Regions from separate parts of the Hordeum vulgare genome. Here region 1 is linked to region 2. The links are chromatin contacts, called in public Hi-C maps. All regions are on one chromosome and are shown on one strand. The core of a region is the stretch at or near the end of the contact, and the rest is flanking DNA. Distances in the headings are between cores, read along the strand shown. Region 1 holds the start of LOC123448735 (protein PHOSPHATE STARVATION RESPONSE 1-like). Region 2 holds the start of LOC123448734 (probable galacturonosyltransferase 7).

Region 1 (5,442 bases), core at 2,813-5,312, 260 kb after region 2:
TGGGTTATATCTTAGTTATATTTTTATTGATGATTTTGATAAGGCAAATACCAGGACCTATCTATGGAAGAAAATCCATTTTGGGCAATTGCCTACATTGCAGCTATCTTTTGTAATCCCCATTAAAATGCAGTTGAATCACAAACTTATATCGGCATCAGCTTTCTCAATGTAGTTACTGAGCATTAGTCGGAATTCAGTTTTACAAACTAAACTACCATCTTAACTGCAACTTAAGTATTGGTTTTAGCCTTAATAGTTGATGGATGTCACATCGCACACCAATTAGCTACCAATAAGCTAGAGTACAACTGAACAAAATAATAGATAATGAGTAAAAAAATATTCACTCACGATTTCAGGTCTAGAGTCAACTCTTCAGTGGTAGTCCTTTTGTCTGCTGTACCTGAATAATTTGATATGTTATGTTACCAATTATACGAAACACAATGTAGCTGCATGTATTCTATGCAATAATGGAACCATATCAAATAATATCGTGTCATGAGAAGATTTACATATATGTAAAAAAAGGTCAGCCCTAACAATTGCAATAAAAATGTACTCAACTCAATAGCATGCCATCATGGGTCATGCAAAACACAAAAAACTATGCAACTATGCAGGGAAGACCTATATAAAATACAAGTGCGAAAAAATTTAATCCAGACAAACCTTCCGTTACGTCTGGCTTATAGCGAGCTGTTCGGTACTTCTGCAACATAAACCAAAAAAGGAAAGTGAGAACTCAAATCTCTGGTGGGCAATACTGCTATTTAGAACTAGAATTTAGAAAGCTAATGGCAAACCTGCAGATGGCTTTTCACATGATATATTGTCAAACCGTCAACTTTCATAAGCTTCAGCACACCCTTGGGAGTAGCTTCTGAAGGTACAAGACAAAAGGTACAAGGATTAGAACATGATTCATATCTAAAATGCACATTTGGGAATCAACGGCACTGCAGACATACTTTCGCTACCACCAAGCTTATTTACAGAGTCTACGAAGCATTCATGGAGTTCTGGAGTCCACCTCATCCGTTGTTTGGCTGCAGAGTTGCCATTGGGAGGACTAGCTACATTGCAAATCTCTCCACCATGAGATGAAGCTGGCTGGTTGACAGCAGGCTGTGATGCAGCCGAATTGGAAGGCTGAACCATGGACTACAACAAAGGTGGCAACAAACATTTGGTCATGAAAGAAACAAAAAAGAATGAGTTTACCAAAAGCATCACAGTTAGAAACAAATATCACTCTAGAAACTACAACTACAACAAATTACGAGAGCTCCACCTTAAAATCGAGTGGACCGCATATTTCTATTTTGTGCCAAAAAAAGCAGCATATATCCCTTAGAAGAATTTGCGGAGAGAGACACTCATATCAAGGACATGAACATTTATTACAAGATTCTAATGCAAGCTCTAGCAGTCAATCTGATAACGACCGTCTTTAAACAGTGCAAAAAAGAAATCATTACTGGTGCCCTAACCATCACTCTAACAAAACCTATTACACATCAGTTTTCAACTTCTAATAAGAGGACGGGATAGCTACCTACACCGTTCAAAGAGGCCCGAGAAGTATGGCCCAATTTGTAAATGGAAGTATGGGCCGAGAAGTATACAGTAAGTCAAACTTTCACTTAACTTTGACATTGACATACATTAAGGTATGAGGTATCTAAGTTGGCCACACACAGATGATATCATAATACCAGTATGTGCACTGGCAAAGAACTTGCGTGGAATTACAATTTCATAAGTTTGGCTAATATGTCATAAAAAACAAATAAATTACAGAGTACTTCTAAACTACCATAACCCAAGACGGAGCAACCACGATGACTCTTTATGGAGTTTCATTTGCATACCTTTGACTGGGGATCAGCAGCCGTTGCATCTAGAATATCTCTCCAATCATCATTCATTATGTCTGCCCACCATTCATTTTGTTTAGCAACCACATCAGATGTCACAGCAGGACCGCTATTCTGGATCTGACTACCAGAAGCAGGGATGTTATCCCTGTAGTCTGATAAACTATCAGCTGAACCTGGGAACCAAGTTGCCTCAGTGTGTCCTCCAGGGATATTATTAGATAAGGCCTGAAATACTTCGATATCTGATGACTGAGGAGCGAAAGGAGCAACCATAGACTGCCTCTCATGGTTAGGCACAGAATCAAGAGGATTAGCTGAGTATCCTAATGATGCTGAATATGATGATCTCATAGCACCAGCTCTTGGGTGCAAAGTAGCAGACGGAAATGCACTCTGATATAAGGGCACAAAATCACTCGTCAGTTGCCTTTGCATCGGAGTGAGCTGCGGATTATAAGGCCCATGGAAGGTTTCTTTCAGAGAATTTGGCAGAATAGGTAAAGAGGATGACATTCCTCCAGAAACCCTGCTGTTGTGACACTGTCTCAGATCACACCTCCTCATCAAGAATTGTGGATAAGCTTTGCTTCTTTCCCATAAATTGGTTTCGATATGTTCCTACAGAATAAACTTACCATGAATGTTAATCCATTAATCTACCACGGGTTAAGAAATGAAGAGTTAATACAGGGAACCTATGGTTACAGTGTACAAACTGTAACCAACGTAAACATAGGCAACTGTAGCTAATATACCAAGCATGCATTTCTGCATCCTGAAATCAACCATGAGTAAGCAACAATATAACTAGTGTGATGTGGACAATACTGGATGTGGATGTCACGAACAAAAAAACATAGAAATGGCAACATCATGAAACGTGTTAGCAAGAGTCATAAAGTTGCGTACTGGTGGCCAGCAACATATTAAATTATTAAATATATCAATTGTCCTTCTTCTTGTCTAAGCCATATTTTTTTTGTCTACTCCAATGACAGATCATATCTTATATCACAAGATAAATGATGAGAAGGAATACTAGGATCTCAATTAGTATTACCATTGTGACACTCAATAGAGCAGAAGCAGATTAAAGCACATTGCAACCTGAGAGGAGCGCTTCTTTTTTACCAGCTCTCAAATGCAAAGTCAATACTTCCTTTGAAGCTAGGAACCGCAGCATGTTTCTGCATAGCACACACCCATGCAGAATCCACTAGAGAACATGCTACCATGCGTATGTCCTAATGTGGGGCAACGACCATCTTTCTACCATCAATAACGCAACTTTTATTCACGCTCAGAAGCTTCATAATACAAGAACAAATGCCCTTTTTGAACAGAAAAAACAAAAGAAAATGGCAGCTTTTTATTCACTGTGCAATCTATGTGTGACACCATATTATATATAGTCAAACAGGGAAACACATCTTGGTACGCATGTGGCATGTGCTATTAACTCGCAGTATGACAGTCACGGTTTAAGCCCATACAGGAGGATCTGAATTAAACCCCAGGGGGCAGGCAACTGTAGGCAGAGGGGGGCAGGACAATCACAAGGGCACCTAATTCTCCCATAACACCTCCCAGCTCCCAACCCCACCAAATCCCCAATCATTTTCTGTACCGGCAACATCACGTACTTGCACAATTCACGACGCACGTGTGCCACCACCGCTCCTCGCGAAACTCACCTGGAACCCCGCACCCGCAAAGCATGTCGCGATCAGAACCCTAGAGAAACCCTGTGTGGCCGCCCCCCCCCCCCCCCCCCGCCCCCGCGCGCGCTCTCCTCCGCTCCTGTCCCATCGGTCCGATTCGCCCCCGCGGAGCCGATCGCGCCGACACGAGGAGCTAGGAAGCGACGGGCGAGCTAGACGGCATGGATTGGACCGGAAGAGAGGAGGGGGGATTCAGGAATTGGGGAGAGGAGGCGCGTCCGTACCTGGGTTGGGTTGTGAGGAAGCTGCTCGATCGGTGCGGCTTTTGGGGGAGGAGATGACAGGAAGGGGGAATTCTGGCTGGGGTGATGTGTCGCGACGGAGGGTGCGGGAATGGAGGAGAGAGAAGGAGAGGAGGAACCTGGTGCGCACAAGAGCAGGGAGGACGACGCCCACCAGTTGCCGGGGGGAGGCGCACCGCGCACCCCCACCGCACCATGGGCGCGGCTTTTTGCGGATAGGCCCCTTCGGCCGCCGTGCGGCCAACTTGGACGGCTACGATGGTGTGTGGCCCACTTGAGCGTGGTTGTACGGTTACCGCGGTTTCTTCTTGGCCCGGGCCTAGTTTAGCAACACACTTTTTTCCGAAAAACGTAGTAATCCCAGGTAATGGGCTGCGTTCCCTAAAAAAAAGATATTGGGCTGCGTCCAAAGCCAGGGAAAATAAATCCTAATCCTCATCTCAAAAAAAGGACTTTTCTTAAGTGCACCCCTCAAACGTACACAACATGATTACTATCTTTGGATTGTTTCACGTAATCACATCCAACAGCCAGGATTAATCTAATCTGATGCTATGATTGTACCTATCCAAATACAGGATTAATCTAATCTGATGCTATGATTGTACCTATCCAAATACGTGCTCCGTGGAAAATGCAATCCGCTCTTCTCATCATATCCTAGCAAATCAAATCGGACAACCCGCTCCTTCCTCGCCTTCCTTTCATGTCCATCGCACCCTCCCTAGCCCCCTAGCATTAGATCGCCGCCTCCATACACTACTCCCTCTCCGGAACGAGGAGCTTGAACTGGGCAAGAAGGTAGTCCACACCGGTGAGGAACCCAGGTCTAAGCGCATCCAGAGCTGACCCCTGTGTCAGCGACGATGTGGCTCCCCAACTGTGCGGTCACAATAGACGTCAGCGGCCAACCGTGCCGCCACATTCCCCCACCTCCGCCCCTGGGACTCCTGCAGTAGTGTCGCGCGTTGCGCCAAGCTCTCCATCCCTCACAAAGGGCGGACGTCGATGTGTTGATGACGTTGACGCGGTAAGCTCCTCCTCGATAGCTTATCTAAGAGAGGGGGCGGATTTGGGGGTATCGAATTCTGGGGAGCATGGGTTCGCTGCGCAAAGCACAACAGGTGGATGGAGCAGCAAGAGCGACGGGGCACGTGGCCCTAGGCTGGTGTGCAACGAGCTTTGTTGTACTTGCGCATGTTGTCTCGGGGGTGGGTGTTGGAAATATGCCCTAGAGGCAATGATAAAATAGTTATTATTATATTTCCTACTTCAACATAATCGTTTATTATCCATGCTATAATTGTATTGAATGAAAGCATAGATACATGTGTGGATATATAGACAAAACAATGTCCCTAGCAAGCCTTTAGTTGGCTAGCCAGTTGATCAAGGATGGTTAAGGTTTTCTGACCATACGCAAGTGTTGTCACTTGATAACTGGATTACATCATTAGGAGAATCATGTGATGGACTAGACCCAAACTATGAACGTGGCATGTGATCGTGTCTTTTTGTTGCTATTGTTTTCTGCGTGTCAAGTATTCATTTCTATGACCATGAGATCATGTATGTGACATCCTCGATTTAATC
Region 2 (5,073 bases), core at 1,617-4,116:
GAGGAGAAAGTGATTGGTGGAGATGTGGATCTTAGATCTCATCTCTCTTTTCCCTCAAGAACTAGCAAGAATCATTGGAGGGATTTAGAGTTAGCAAGCTCTAAGAAGGTCAATAATGGGGGAAGAACACGAGCTCAATGGATGGATAAGGTCCAATGGGGAAGAAGACCTCCTTTATATATAGGGGGAAGGAATCCAACCGTTACCCCCACTCACACCCGACCGGAGCGGTGCTACCGCTCCCATAACGTCTGAGGGAGTGGTACTACCGCCTGCGAGCGGTAGTAAAAAGATACTACCGCTGGCACCAGGAGCGGTACTACCGTTGGATACTGAAACTACCATAACTTTCGCATACGAACTCCAAATCGAGCAAACTCAAACTTGTTGAATTCACGACGACAAGAGCTATCCAACAACGACATAAAATATTAAGAACATGCAGTTATGAGAACGCCAATTATATAGAGATGTGAGACCTCTATGAATGAAGAACCGGCAAAAACTTCCAACATCGAAAACATCATAGAAGATGCATATAGACTCCGTTTTCGATGAACTTGAGCTTGTCATGAAGATGACCATAAGCTCTAAAAACTCACAAGGAGAAACACCAAACAAGAACCAATATATGATGCAAGGATGCAAATGGTTTGAGCTCTCAACGAACGATACGATCAAGCTACTCACTTGAGAGCCCCCTTGACAGTACGACAAACTATCCTCCAATAGAAAAACCTAAAAAGGACAAATCTATACCTTGCACCTAGTCCTCTTGAGCTAGATGATGACGATCTTGGCTTCCTCAAGATGGACCACCTTTCTTGATTGCTCCCCATACTCACTATGGGTGAGCCACTCTTCAGCACATTCTTCACAAGTCCATTGCCACCACAATGGACGGCAAACTTCAAGCATGATATCTTCGTGATGCTCCACTTGAACTTGCACACCGCAATCTTGATGACGATCACCACTTGATGTCATTCTTCATAGGTTGAATGAGATCTTCCTCTTGACACAAACCCATGGAAACACACCTAACCCCACATAGAACTCTCACGAAGACATGGGTTAATACATAAAAGCGTTATGGACAATGCTTACCATACCATGGGATCACTTGATCCTTCTCGGTACATCCTGTACGCTCTGTGTGTTGATCATCTTGATTTACTCTCTGCTTAGTCTTGATCAACCTTGTGTATTTATGACCAATCTTTGGATAATACTTCGAATACCACCTTGGTCATCATATAAACTCCTTGAAACCAACGAATGGACTTCAAGAAGTGCCTATGGACAAATCCTTCGAGTATAACTTAAGGCAACCATTAGTCCATATGAATTGTCATCAATTACCAAAACCACATATGAAGAAATATGCTCTAACACCTATTCACCCCACTAGTCAACCATATCGACCCTTTCAGTTACTACTAGAAAGCTATATATTTAATTTAGCCAACATTTACTGTCAAACAGAATTAGATGCATGAGAAGAGAGATGTTCAATGGAAATGGAGCAAGTTAGCTAGCTAGCTATATGAAAAGATAGATGCATAAGAAGCTAGCTCCACTGCCAAACAGAATTGAATAATGAGATTGGAGAATTTTATTACTTATTGTTTAACAAATTAAACTACGATCGACTTCTTAAGTAATGAGAAACTACAAACAAAATTTTCCTCCTTAGTTGTTTAACAAAAATTTATATTGTATTGTAATCTAAGTGTGGTGAATTAAATAATGAATGCATAGAAGATACTACTAGCAGACTAGGCTAGATGACACATATAAACTTTTAGAGAAGTGAGCCATCTCTTCCACAGGACATTCACTAAAACTAAACTATGTATATATGGCACCAAGCAAGATGTCCTGAAAATCACAATCCACTAAGCTTAACTCATGACTAAGAGTGGACGACTGAAAATTACAAAAGAAACATCATCATACAATACAGAGCAACAATTGAGTGAGATGGTTTTCAGATGTTTCTCATGCACGCATCTAAACAACCACCACCTTAGACTAGGAAGTGAGGTGGTTCTACCAACAATTGGTCAAGAGCACAACCTACCAATAGGGATGGATGGGTTAATCATACATAATCTACTAGCTCAACGACAATAACTAGACGAGTTAAGTTTCACACCAAACCAAAGTACTGGTGCTCCTGTGATGAACGCATCGAACTGCTGCAAAAGGATGTAGTGGTGGAGAAGAGGGGATGAATCACCTCGGGAAGAATCAGCGGAGGGGGACGTCGACGCTCTGGCGGCAACGGGGCGTTCAAGATCCGACGGAGAGGCACCTCCTCTCGTTGGCAACGACGGGGCTCCTTCTCTCGGTGGCGACGACGGGGCTTCTCCTCTCGGCGTGGCGGCGGCGGGATATTGAAGACCCGACGGGTGGGCTCGTCTTCTCGGTGACGATGTGACGACACTTTGTCTCATGCGTCTCGCCCTTTTCGTTTCGCGCAGGTGCCCTCGAGGCTCGCGAGCCGTATGGATAGGAGATGAACGAAAGGGGTCGAAGGGATTGGGCTGCACAAACCCTGCAAAACAAACAGGAACGAGGATTAGTGAAGTTTCTGGGCCCGATGGGGTTAATCCTCGAGAAGCCGTGTCGATCTGCTCGTACCAAACAGGCCTAAGAAAAGTTTTAACAGGATTAGCAAAGTTTGTGGATCCGATGAGGGTTAATCCTTGAGAAAACCCTCTCGATCCGCTGGTACCAAACGGGCCTAAGGGAAGTTTTAACAAACAGCACAGCAAATCGAAGTAACTCCAAAAAAAATCTCTCCAAGGCAGAAAACCCAAATAAAAGGAAAAGGTTGAAAACGAGACGCAGCCGAGGCAAAAGGGCACGCCATTATTCCTTGACACCCCTCGCACACTTCTCCTCTTGCCCTCCAAACAAACAATCCTCTTTCTCTTTCTCTTTCTCCCTGCGACGTCCTCCGCTCCCTCCCCTGTCTTCTCGCGCACACTAACCAATCCGAGCGTCCGGCGCCGCGACTCGCAAATCGCCACGCACCGATCGCGCCGGCGCCATTGGGGTCCCCGTGCCATTGCCCCAATCGGGAGGCATTCATCTGCGCGGCGCTTCCCTGCCCCTGCCCCTGCCCCTGCCCCGTCGCGGCGGTGGCGGTGGTGGTATGATCAGTAGAGGACCACGCGGCGGCGACGGCGGCGGTGGAGATTAGGGTCTTGGGAAGGGGGAGGAGGTTATGAAGGCGACGGCGCCGCCGGCGAAGAGGCGGAGGGGCCCGCGACTGGCCGTGCTGGCGCTCGTCTTCTGCTCGCTGCTCGTACCGATCGCCTTCCTTTTCAACCGCTTCCCCGCCGGTGAGTGCTTCCCGTCCCTCTTGTTCCCGCCCGGATTTCGGTAATGCGGGTGGCGCCGCGGCTTCCTCGATCGGATCGGCGCCATTCCCGGCGGATCTGTTCCGGGAGTGTTGTTTCGTTAATTGTCGTTTAGTGCGGGATTTTGGTGTTTTTTGTCCTTCTTATTTGAGACCAATTTTCTGATTGGTTTCGTTGTTTGTTGCAGTGTATGTGACGGATGAGCGCCCCCAACAGGTAACTTTCTCTTTTGTTTTTTCTAACAAAATTATATGCGTGAGTGTTGATGGATTGTCTTTTATGAAAATGGTGATGGGTTGGAATAATATGACTGATTCGTGCTACCACGCGTTCATTTGTGCTGGATTTAGGAGGTTAATTTGCTGCCTTCATTCGATCGCTTAGGAGTGGAAAGAGACAGTGTACATGAAGTGACGCGGCAGGGTGGTAGAGATGTGGTGAACCCAAAGACACAGGTTAGTCACTTTACATTTTTTTCTTATGTACTGATAGTGATGAGCTCGTATAACCGCACCTAGATTGTTAGCTTGGTGGATGTTGACATGATCATTCCACGGAACGCTGTGTGTATTTTGTTCTGACACTTCTAGTGTTTGGTTTTAGCCACTGTTTGTTCTCCGCTTTTAATGTCATGAAACTTAATACTAGTGATACCTACAAACTAAAAGATACAGTACACCATAAGCTTTGAGGTTACCAGCTGGAGTAGCGTTACCCCCCCAAATACTAGCTAGTTTAGGCCCATGCTAGAAAGATTATTCATATCAATTTCTAGGTTTGCAAGCTATGCTAGAAAGGAAATTGTGCATAAGCTCTTACATGAAAAAATCAAAGAAAATTTTATTGACTGATTGTATCCCTGAAGTATATGGGGTTACTTGAAGCAGACCAAATCGAGTTGGACAGTGTGGTTTTATTGTCAGCTTAAAGAAAACTTGGTGCACTTCTCACCATTGTCTTCTTCTGTGCCACCTCTCTTGGACCGAATAGGACAATATGAAGAATGCATACAGAAATAATCCAAGCCACCAATTCAAACAGCTAGAAACCACCCCATAGGGACGCCAAACAAAGTGATATATTGAAGTAGTACTAGTATATTTTATCTCTCCACCCTAGTCTCTTTATTCATGATTATGAACTATGAAGGCTGTGAAAAGTATATGCTATAGAATCAGTAAATAAATTCTGTTACATGAATTATTTTTGTATAGATTACTAGTGAGTGCTGTTACAGCTTTGGGTAATTTGAATCCTTGATTTGTTATCCTTTACTCTTTTTTTTTCAGGATGTGCACGGAGAGAATTCCAAGGGCAATATAGCATTGCATCGCCAAATTGACGCTGAACCTTCCGAAGTTATCACTGAACCAATAGGTAAAGGTTAGTAGTGGCTGCAACATTATTACATAAAGTTTAATTGAATATATGAGAATGCCACAATCAATTATGCACCAAATTCCATTCATGTAAGTGAACTTTTGGATATATTTCATTTCGAAATGTTGCAGGAAAAAATTGTATAATTTTGTAGGAAACCAGTTACCTGGACACTGAAAAATAGTTGGCCTTTTACTCAATTTGCTTCAGTACCTCACCATCTTTGCTGTTACTTATTTCAAGTACAATAATGTGTTGTACAGTGCACACCTTTTTGCCCCTATATGTTAAAATAAACTATTAATACATACTCCCTCCGTTC

Evidence for each region. A called contact is a pair of places that touch in the nucleus more often than the background predicts.
Region 1: a Hi-C map of leaf shows a contact between it and region 2, with 5 times the contacts expected there. The contact joins the promoter of LOC123448735 here to the promoter of LOC123448734 in region 2. A contact is called at or near these places in 3 of 6 Hi-C or Micro-C datasets (leaf and seedling).

The regions. Positions count from the first base shown.
Region 1 is chr4H:401,347,229-401,352,670 of MorexV3_pseudomolecules_assembly, forward strand. LOC123448735 (protein PHOSPHATE STARVATION RESPONSE 1-like) reads right to left here and starts at 4,063. Exons shown (of 8, transcript XM_045125725.1): 1 at 3,969-4,063; 2 at 1,878-2,504; 3 at 975-1,167; 4 at 810-886; 5 at 676-715; 6 at 355-406. The coding sequence starts at 4,046.
Region 2 is chr4H:401,085,350-401,090,422 of MorexV3_pseudomolecules_assembly, forward strand. LOC123448734 (probable galacturonosyltransferase 7) reads left to right here and starts at 2,867. Exons shown (of 9, transcript XM_045125724.1): 1 at 2,867-3,353; 2 at 3,559-3,587; 3 at 3,722-3,826; 4 at 4,661-4,748. The coding sequence starts at 3,236.